Linked DNA regions of Pan troglodytes: region 1 is linked to region 2. A link is a contact called in public HiChIP or PLAC-seq data. All regions are on one chromosome and are shown on one strand. The core of a region is the stretch at or near the end of the contact, and the rest is flanking DNA. Distances in the headings are between cores, read along the strand shown.

Region 1 (3,969 bases), core at 1,252-3,751, 180 kb before region 2:
TCACTCTGTCACCCACAAGAGAGTGCAGTGGTGCAATTATAGCTCCCTGCAGCCTCAACATTCAGGGTTCAAGCAATCCTCCTGCCTCAGCCTCCCAAGTAGCTAGGACTACAGGCATGCACCACCACGCCCAACTAATTTTTTAAAAAAATTTTTTGTAGGCCTGGTGCGGTGGCTCAAGCCTGTAATCCCAGCACTTTGGGAGGCCGAGGCGGGCGGATCACGAGGTCAGGAGATCGAGACCATCCTGGCCTCAGGTGATCCACCCGCCTCGGCCTCCCAAAGTGCTGGGATTACAGGCGTGAGCCACCACGCCCGGCCCAAACCCACTTTTTAAAAACAAATATAGAGCACGGTTTCAGGCTGAAAGCTTTCAGCAAGCAACAGCAGCTAGCCAGAAGCAACCAACATGCCGTATCAACATGCAAAGCATCTGACCTTATATTTAAGAGAAGAGATTATCATTTTCCATATGCAGCGGAGTTTTGAAATTTCCTTTTAAAATACATTTATGGGCAAGGCACTGTGGCTCATGCCTGTAACCCCAACACTTTGGGAGGCAGAGGCAGGAGGACTGTTTGAGCCCAGGAGTTTCAGACCAGTTTGAGCAAGCAACATAGTGAGACCCCGTAGCTACAAAAAATACAAAAATTAGCTGGGCGTGGTGGCATGTACCTGCAGTCTCAGCTACTTGGGAGGCTGAGGTGGGAGGATTGCTTGACACCAGGAGATTGAGGCTGCAGTGAACCAAGATGGTGCCACTGAACTCCAGCCTGGGCAACAGAGCGAGACCCTGTCTCAATAATAATAATAACAATAATAATACATTTATATAAGATTAAAAGTAGATCTATTTAAATAAAAATATCAAAGGAATAACACAAGTGGTATATGCATATAGTATACTGCATGTGGTAGAAAGTAAACTAAAGTTTGAGAAATTGCTGGTAATTTGCTTGAAAGCACAGGTTCTGAATGTAACAGACCTGAAGTCTGAATCCCACTTCGAGCATATAGTCAGCACCCAGTAAAATGGTTCTCTGGCCCTCCGTATGAAACTTCATCTTATGGCCGGACGCGGTGGCTCACGCCTGTAATCCCAGCACTTGGGGAGGCCAAGGTGGGCGGATCACCTGAGGTCAGGAATCCAACACCAGCCTGACCAACATGGTGAAACCCTGCTTTTACTTAAAATAAAAAATTAGCCTGGCGTACTGGCGCTCGCCTGTAATCCCTACTACTCGGGAGGCTGAGGCAGGAGAATCACTTGAACCCAGGAGGCAGAGGCTGCAGTGAGCCGAGATTGAGCCACCGCACTCCAGCCTGGGTGACAAAGCGAGACTCCGTCTCAGACAAAAAAAAAAAGAAACTTCATCTTACATCACCTAAAATGCATTCCATCCCACCCTACTTGGGCATAATTAATTGCATCTTCCTCTGCAAACTGATCTGTGATTTTACACTAGATGGCATAAGAAAACCTGCATCAGCTTTTGAGCCAGACCCACCACTGCCACTTCCGAACTACATGACCTTAGATAGGCGTTTGCCCCACTCTGGGCCTCAGTTTCCTCCTTATGCAATAAGGATGATGAGCCTTATTTGTAACTCAAAGTTCGGTCCTTAGACCACTAGCATCAGCATTGCTGGGAGTTTGCTACAAATGCAGAATCTGCTCCCTCGCCTCAAACAAAATCTGCATTTTAATAAGATCCCCAGGCAATTCATATACACACTGAAGTTTAAGAATTCACGATACAATCAGCAAATGCCGGGTGCAGTAGCTCACGCCTGTAATCCCAGCACTTTGAAAGGCCGAGGTGGAAGGATCGCTTGAGGCCATGAGTTCGATACCAACCTGGGCAACACAGCGAGACTCTGTCTTTACAAAAAGTACAAAATTAAGATAAGGCAGTCAGCGAGGCACAAGACAGCTGTTTAATCACCAAGTAACACCTGTTTCCCCCTCCCTAAAATGGAAAGAGTAACAGCATCCATCTCAAAGGGTTGTTGCAAAGATTAAATTAACTCAACAATGCACAGCACTTAAACCAGCGCCTAGCACACAGTAGGGCTCCATAAACTCTTGCTGGATATCAATATGGCTAACTCTTCAGTTGCTAAAGTTCTTTGCCTGCCTTCTTGTGCCGACAGAGGCCGCACTTGCGGCGCCTTGGGCCTCCCAGGGAGATCCGTTGCGGAGCGCCCAAACTGAGGCCGCCCTGGCATCCCAGTACCCCAGGGACTCCGGGCCGGGTTAGGCGACTTGGGGCGCCCCGAACCCACACTCACGCTTTCCAGCACGTCATAGTTGGCCTTGATCTGCGCTTCTATCTCCTCCTTGCGCCGCATCAGCTCCTGGACGTCGCTGACAGTCACGGCGCCGGCCTGCGAGGAGCCTCCGCTCTGCCTCGCTTCCTCGTCGGACATCGTGAACCTCGGGCCGCGACTCCAGAGACCCGGCTCCCGGGCTAGGGACGACGCCCCAGTAGACCGTAACTACGGCTCCGCCCATGCGCCAAAACACCACAGCCGTCCGCGAACGCGAGAACAGTTAAGGGGCGGGGCTTGGGATGGGGCTTAGGGCGGAGCTGGGTCACCGGAAGCCGCGCCCTGCCGGAACACGTGCGCCTGTGGTGACCCGGCAGGAGTAGCGTCGGAAGCAATGGATCCCCACGCAATTGCACACCAACGCTAGGGGATGATCTCGCCCCAGCTGACTCATTTTCTCATTCGTGCCGCAGACATTTATTGAGCGCCTACTGTATGGATGGATACTGTACGCCAGAGAACCGCTGCGTGGCGCTCCAATTCAGTTCTTCACATCCACACAGCCCTGGAGGATTTACAAAATACATTAAGGTTCCTTATCCCTCACTTTACAGATCCGATATGCCTGAGTACACACCCCGTATCTTGCCACTTAACGGCAATCTGTGTGACCCTAGGTCACTACTTGGCTTCTCTGGGCCTCAGTTTCCTCATCTGTAAAATGGGGCAGTAATTGATAGCAATCTATCTCATAGAGCTGTCCTTCTGCTAACAAATATTCATGGAATGATTCCTATGAGCCATATACTGTTGAAGGTGCTGGATGTTCCTGTTAAGGCCTCTAAAAATCGTAGTGATAATAATAACGGTAACAGTGTGTATTTATTGATACTTATAATGTGCCAGACGCTGTTCTAAATGCCTTACATATATTAATTCAACAACCTCATGAAGCTAGATTATTACATCCCAATTTGACAGCTGAGAAAACCGTCTCAATAACCAATTTACCCAACTAGCAAAATGTGAGGCCAAAATTCCAACCCAGCTTACCTAAACAATCAACTTTGATATCTGACCATGTGCCTCTAATATTTTGTCTTGAAAAGGGCTCAGCGGTCATCTGTGTAGTATTCAAACATGTTTGCCCTGAATCTAATCATTGGAAAACAGACATATCCAAAAGAAGGGACATACTTCAAAACAACTGGCCTGAAAACCTCAAAAAAAGTCAATGTTGTGAAATACACATGGGGAATAAGGGGTGGGGGACAGAGAAAGGAGGAGGATATGCAATTGCCTAGATGTAAGAACACTAAAGATGTGCATCAACTAAATGCAATGGGCCAGGTGTGGTGGCTCATGCCTATAATCCCAGCACTTTGGGAGGCTGTGGCAAGCAGATCATTTGAGGTCAGGAGTTCGAGACTAGCCTCGCCAACATGGTGAAACCCTGTCTCTACCAAAAATATAAAATATTAGCCGGGTGTGGTGGCACACACCTGTAATCCCAGGTACTCAGGAGGCTGAGGTCTCGAACCCCTGGCCTCAAGTGATCCAGCCCAGCTCGACCTTTCAAAGTGCTGGGATTACAGGAGTGAGCCACCGCACCCCTCAAAAATAAACTAACATTTCTAACATTATCGAGAGAGAGAGAGAGAGAAATACAGGTGCAGTGGCTCATACCTGTAGTCCCAT
Region 2 (4,269 bases), core at 53-2,552:
AGACCCATCAGAGACACCCTTGGCAACCTCCTCTCCCCTCTGCACACTGTAGGAGGCCAACTGAACTGCAGACAAGAGGTACATGGACAGGGACAATGTCACTGCTCCAAATGAGAGAACTGGGGTGATACTGTGCAATGTAATTTCAGGCAAAACCAACCCCCCGAAAAACAATCCCGTGACTGGAGAGGGAACAGCCCTGTCTTCAAAAATAGTCACCGAGTCCCTCTTGGTCAACCCCAAGGTTTCCTGAGGCGTCTCTAGTCAACACGGTAGGTAGCTGGGGCCTCTCTGAACCTCTTAGCAGGAACAACTGCTGCCAGGACCGCTCCCCACACCCAGCAGCAATGCCATTCTCTCAGGGGACCCCCGCCTTACACCCGCCCTCACTCCACCCCGTGTAAGGCTCCGGGCCAGAAGGATAGAGCTGGGAGTTTCCTCTATCACTGGGTGAGGCTACTCAGCTGTCCGAACTGACAGACGCTCTCCACGCTAAACTCAGCCTGCAGCAGCGTCAGAGCCCCCAAAGACAGGAAATAGGGGTCCCTAATCCCCAAGCACAACCTAGAGGTTCAAGGTGAACAGCTCTTAAGTACACCTCCCAAAACAGAGCTGCAGGATAGTGCTGCCCCGCCAGAGCACGGGGTGGGAGCTGAGCTACCAAAAGCAGATGGGAGGGGGCGGGGTGAGATTTGGGGAGACCCTGCAGAGGTGGGGGCTGGGCTGTTCTCTTTGAACCACCCCCACAGATGAACACGCCTGGAACTTGCCTCAGAGGCCACAGACCAACTTTCTGCAGCGAAGGGGGTGAGTGGAGCAGAGAGCCAGTGGGAGGACGGCGGAAGAGGGGGCTGCGACCCGGCGCCCCACGTGGACGTAGAGCTGAAGCGCCGGGTGATGGGAGGGGGCTGGTCCATGCCTCCCGTCCGCCCCCAGGGCCTCTCCGGGGCACTCCCTAGGCCCTGACTGTCCCCACCGCCCGGGCCGGGGGGCTCAGGAAGGGCAAAGCGCTGCACCGCGGGCAGCAGAGTTGCGGGACCAGGTGGCCTGGCCCTACCTGCAGTTCTTGAAATTCTCCCTCCAGCTCGTGCCATTCGCGCTCGCAACGCTCCAGCTGCCCGGACATGATGCGATGGTGCAAGGCGGCGGTGCCGGCGGCTGCTCCCGCAGCGCTGCCCGACCGGGCCCCCAGCGCCCCACGCCCGCGCGCTCGCCGACCGCCCTCGGAAGCACCAGCTGTTCCTGCGCAGCCAGAGCCACGCGCGCAACTGACGTCACGGCCCCGCCCCGGGGCCCGCCCCGCCCCACGCCTGGGAGGCGGGGCCGCGCGTGCGCATGTGCCCCCCCGCGCCCCGTGCCCCCCCGCGCCCCCCCCCCCCACCCCGCGTGCGGCGTTCCCGACCGGGACAAGGCAGGCTTGCAAGGTCTTGCGGGGTCTGTTGCGGCCCCCTTGGCAGTGCCTCTGCGCCTCCAGAATCTGTCTCTTCCAGGAAGAGTTGGGGGACTTGTCTGCAGGTTGCATTTGCAGAGATTATTTGACTTAGATTGTGTGTTTTGGGGGTGTCTAGAGTTTGGGGAAAGGAGATTTGGGGGAGGTGAAATGAAAGCTCACCGGCCCCTGGTCATTGCCTGACCTGAGCCCAGGCCAGCGCCCCGGAAGGCTGGCGCTGACATCGACCATCCAGCAAGGTCGGGGGCCGGGCGGCGCAGCGCAGAGAGGGCACGGTCATTTCACGTTGTCATTATTATGTCCTGCAGCTAATACATCCTAGATTCCTGCCCTCTAACGCTCTGGGTGACGTTCTTAACAGCTGTTTCTGTCGCTCAAGGGACAACCGCCTCCAAGCTGATTAAATCCAGTTCTGTCCCCTCCTCTGCCAAGTTCTGCAAGAACTGCCCCTGCCTAGCTTTCCAGTCCCTTCTGTCTCACCGCCCTGGACTCGTACCCTCCAGCCATTGCTTTTTCTCTTCCTGACCTTGCATGGAACTTTCTTCCCTCTAAATCTTCATACGACGTGCCCTTTTTTCATCATTCAGGCCTCAGTTTCAAATGACACCTGTGTTACTTTACTTTTTTATCTTTCTTTTTTCTTCTATTTTTATGGGTGTTTTTTTTTTTCTGTCGCCTAGGCTGGAGTGCAGTGGTGTGATCTCAGCTCACTGCAACTTCCGCCTCCCGGAATCAAGTGAGTCTCATACCTCAGCCTCTGGAGTAGCCAGGTTACACCACATCCAGCTAATTTTTGTATTTTTAGTAGAGGCGGGGTTTTGCAGTGTTGGCCAGGCTGCTCTCGAACTCCTGACCTTAAGTAATCCGCCTCCCAAAGTGCTAGGATTACAGGCATGAGCCACCGTGCCCGGCCCCCTGTGTTCGTTGCTAGGGCTGCCATAACCACGACCTGGGTAGTTTAAACAATAGAAATGTATTCTCACCAACTGGGGCAACATAAGGAGACCCTGTTTCTACAAAAAATTTACAGATTAGCTGGGTGTGGTGGCACGCGCCTGTGGTCCCAGCTACTCCGGAGGCTGAGGTCCGAGAATTCCTTGGGCCTGGGAGGTCAAGGCTGCAGTGAGCTATGATTGCACCACTGCACCCCAGCCTGGGTAACAGAGCGAGACCCAGTCTCATAAAGAAGGAGGCCGGGCGCGGTCGCTCACGCTTGTAATCCCAGCACTTTGGGAGGCTGAGGCAGGAGGATCACCTGAGGTTAGGAGTTCAAGACCAGCCTGACCAACATGGAGAAACCCCGTCTCTACTAAAAATACAAAAAAAAATTAGCCAGGTGTGGTGGCACAAGCCTGTAATCCCAGTTACTCAGGAGGCTGATGCAGGAGAATCACTTGAACCAGGGAGGTGGAGGTTGTGGTGAGCCGAGATCGTGCCATTGCACTCCAACCTAGGCAACAAGAGTGAAACTGAGTCTCAAAAAAGAGAGAGAGAAAGAGGAAGGAAGGGAGGGAAGGAAGGAAAGAAAAAAAGAAAAGAAAGAAATGTATTGTCTCACAGTTCTGGCATCTAGAAATCTGAGAGGAAGGTGTCAGCAGAGCAGTGCTCCCTCTGAAGCTCTGGGCAGAATCCTTCCCTCATAGCTTGTGGGTGTATGTGGTGGCGGGGGACTCCTTCACTGGCGTTCCTTAGCTCACAGCTGCATCACCCCAATCTCTACCCTGTTGCACCGTCTTCTTTCCTGTGTGCATGTCTGTGTGTGTCCTCTCTTAAAAAGACACCCTTTCCGGCCAGGCATGGTGGCTCACGCCTGTAATCCTAACATTTTGGGAGGCCGGGGTGGGCAGATCACTAGAGGCCAGGAGTTGGAGACCAGCCTGGCCAACATAGTGAGACCCCATTTCTACTAAAAATACAAAAATTAGCTGGGCATTGTGGTACAAGCCTGTATTCCCAGCTGCTTGGGAGGCTGAGATGAGAGGATCACTTGAGCTCCAGAGGTCGAGGCTGTAGTGTGTTGGGAAAAGCTGAGTGTTGGGAGAAGCTGAGGCAGGGCTTATATGTCTGACATAATGTAAAAGCGTCTTGGAACATGTCCAGGGTCCAAGGTCTAAAACCCCTTGTGGCCTTTGGAACACCAAGCTCTGTGCTAAAGGGTGGAAGGCTGCCCTGACGCACCATAATCTAAGCCCAGGGCATAAAACCCCTCGTGGCTTGGATAGAATCCAGGGCTCGTGGCTCTGGAATGTGTCTAGACTTGCTGGCTCCTTGCTCCTTGCTCACCCAGGATCAATTGTATCTTGAGTTAAAAGAACCTGCTCTCCATTATCTCAAGTAGCGGAGCAAATGCTAAACCATCACAGCTGTAAATCATGGGCTTAATGCAACGTGCCCTCTTGACCTCCACATTCTCACCACCTGTTTCTCTGTTGGATTACCAATAAATAGCATGGGCTCCCAGGGCTCGGGGTCTTCGCAGCCTCCAGTAGTGAGCTGTCATCACACCACTGCACACTAGCCTGGGTGACAGGACAAGAGCCTCTCTCAAAAAAACAAATAAAAATTAAAAAAAGACACCCTTTCCTAGTGTGACCACATCTCAACTTAACTACATCTGGAAAGACCCTATATCCAAATAGGGTCACATTCCAAGTGTTGGAAAGTGATACTAAGTGTTAAGTGATACTAAGTGTTACTAAGTGTTAAAGTTCATTCCTTTAACAAATATTTACTGAGGGTCTACTATGTGTCAAGCCCTCGGGTTCCAACAAAGCCTGAGACACAGACAAGTTCCCTGAGATCTTGTGGAGGTTACATTC

What was found. HiChIP or PLAC-seq counts read pairs in DNA pulled down with a chosen protein or histone mark.
Region 1: an H3K4me3 HiChIP or PLAC-seq map of stem cell-derived excitatory neurons shows a contact between it and region 2, with 2.6 times the contacts expected there. The contact joins the promoter of PSMD9 here to the promoter of TMEM120B in region 2. A contact is called at or near these places in 1 of 7 Hi-C or Micro-C datasets (stem cell-derived neural progenitor cells) and 1 of 1 datasets of contacts at active chromatin or transcription factors (stem cell-derived excitatory neurons).

The regions. Positions count from the first base shown.
Region 1 is chr10:128,723,478-128,727,446 of NHGRI_mPanTro3-v2.0_pri, reverse strand. It overlaps PSMD9 (proteasome 26S subunit, non-ATPase 9), which reads right to left and starts at 2,501. Exons shown (of 6, transcript NM_001246400.1): 1 at 2,293-2,501. The coding sequence starts at 2,430.
Region 2 is chr10:128,543,701-128,547,969 of NHGRI_mPanTro3-v2.0_pri, reverse strand. It overlaps TMEM120B (transmembrane protein 120B), which reads right to left and starts at 1,302. Exons shown (of 12, transcript XM_024348095.3): 1 at 1,058-1,302. The coding sequence starts at 1,126.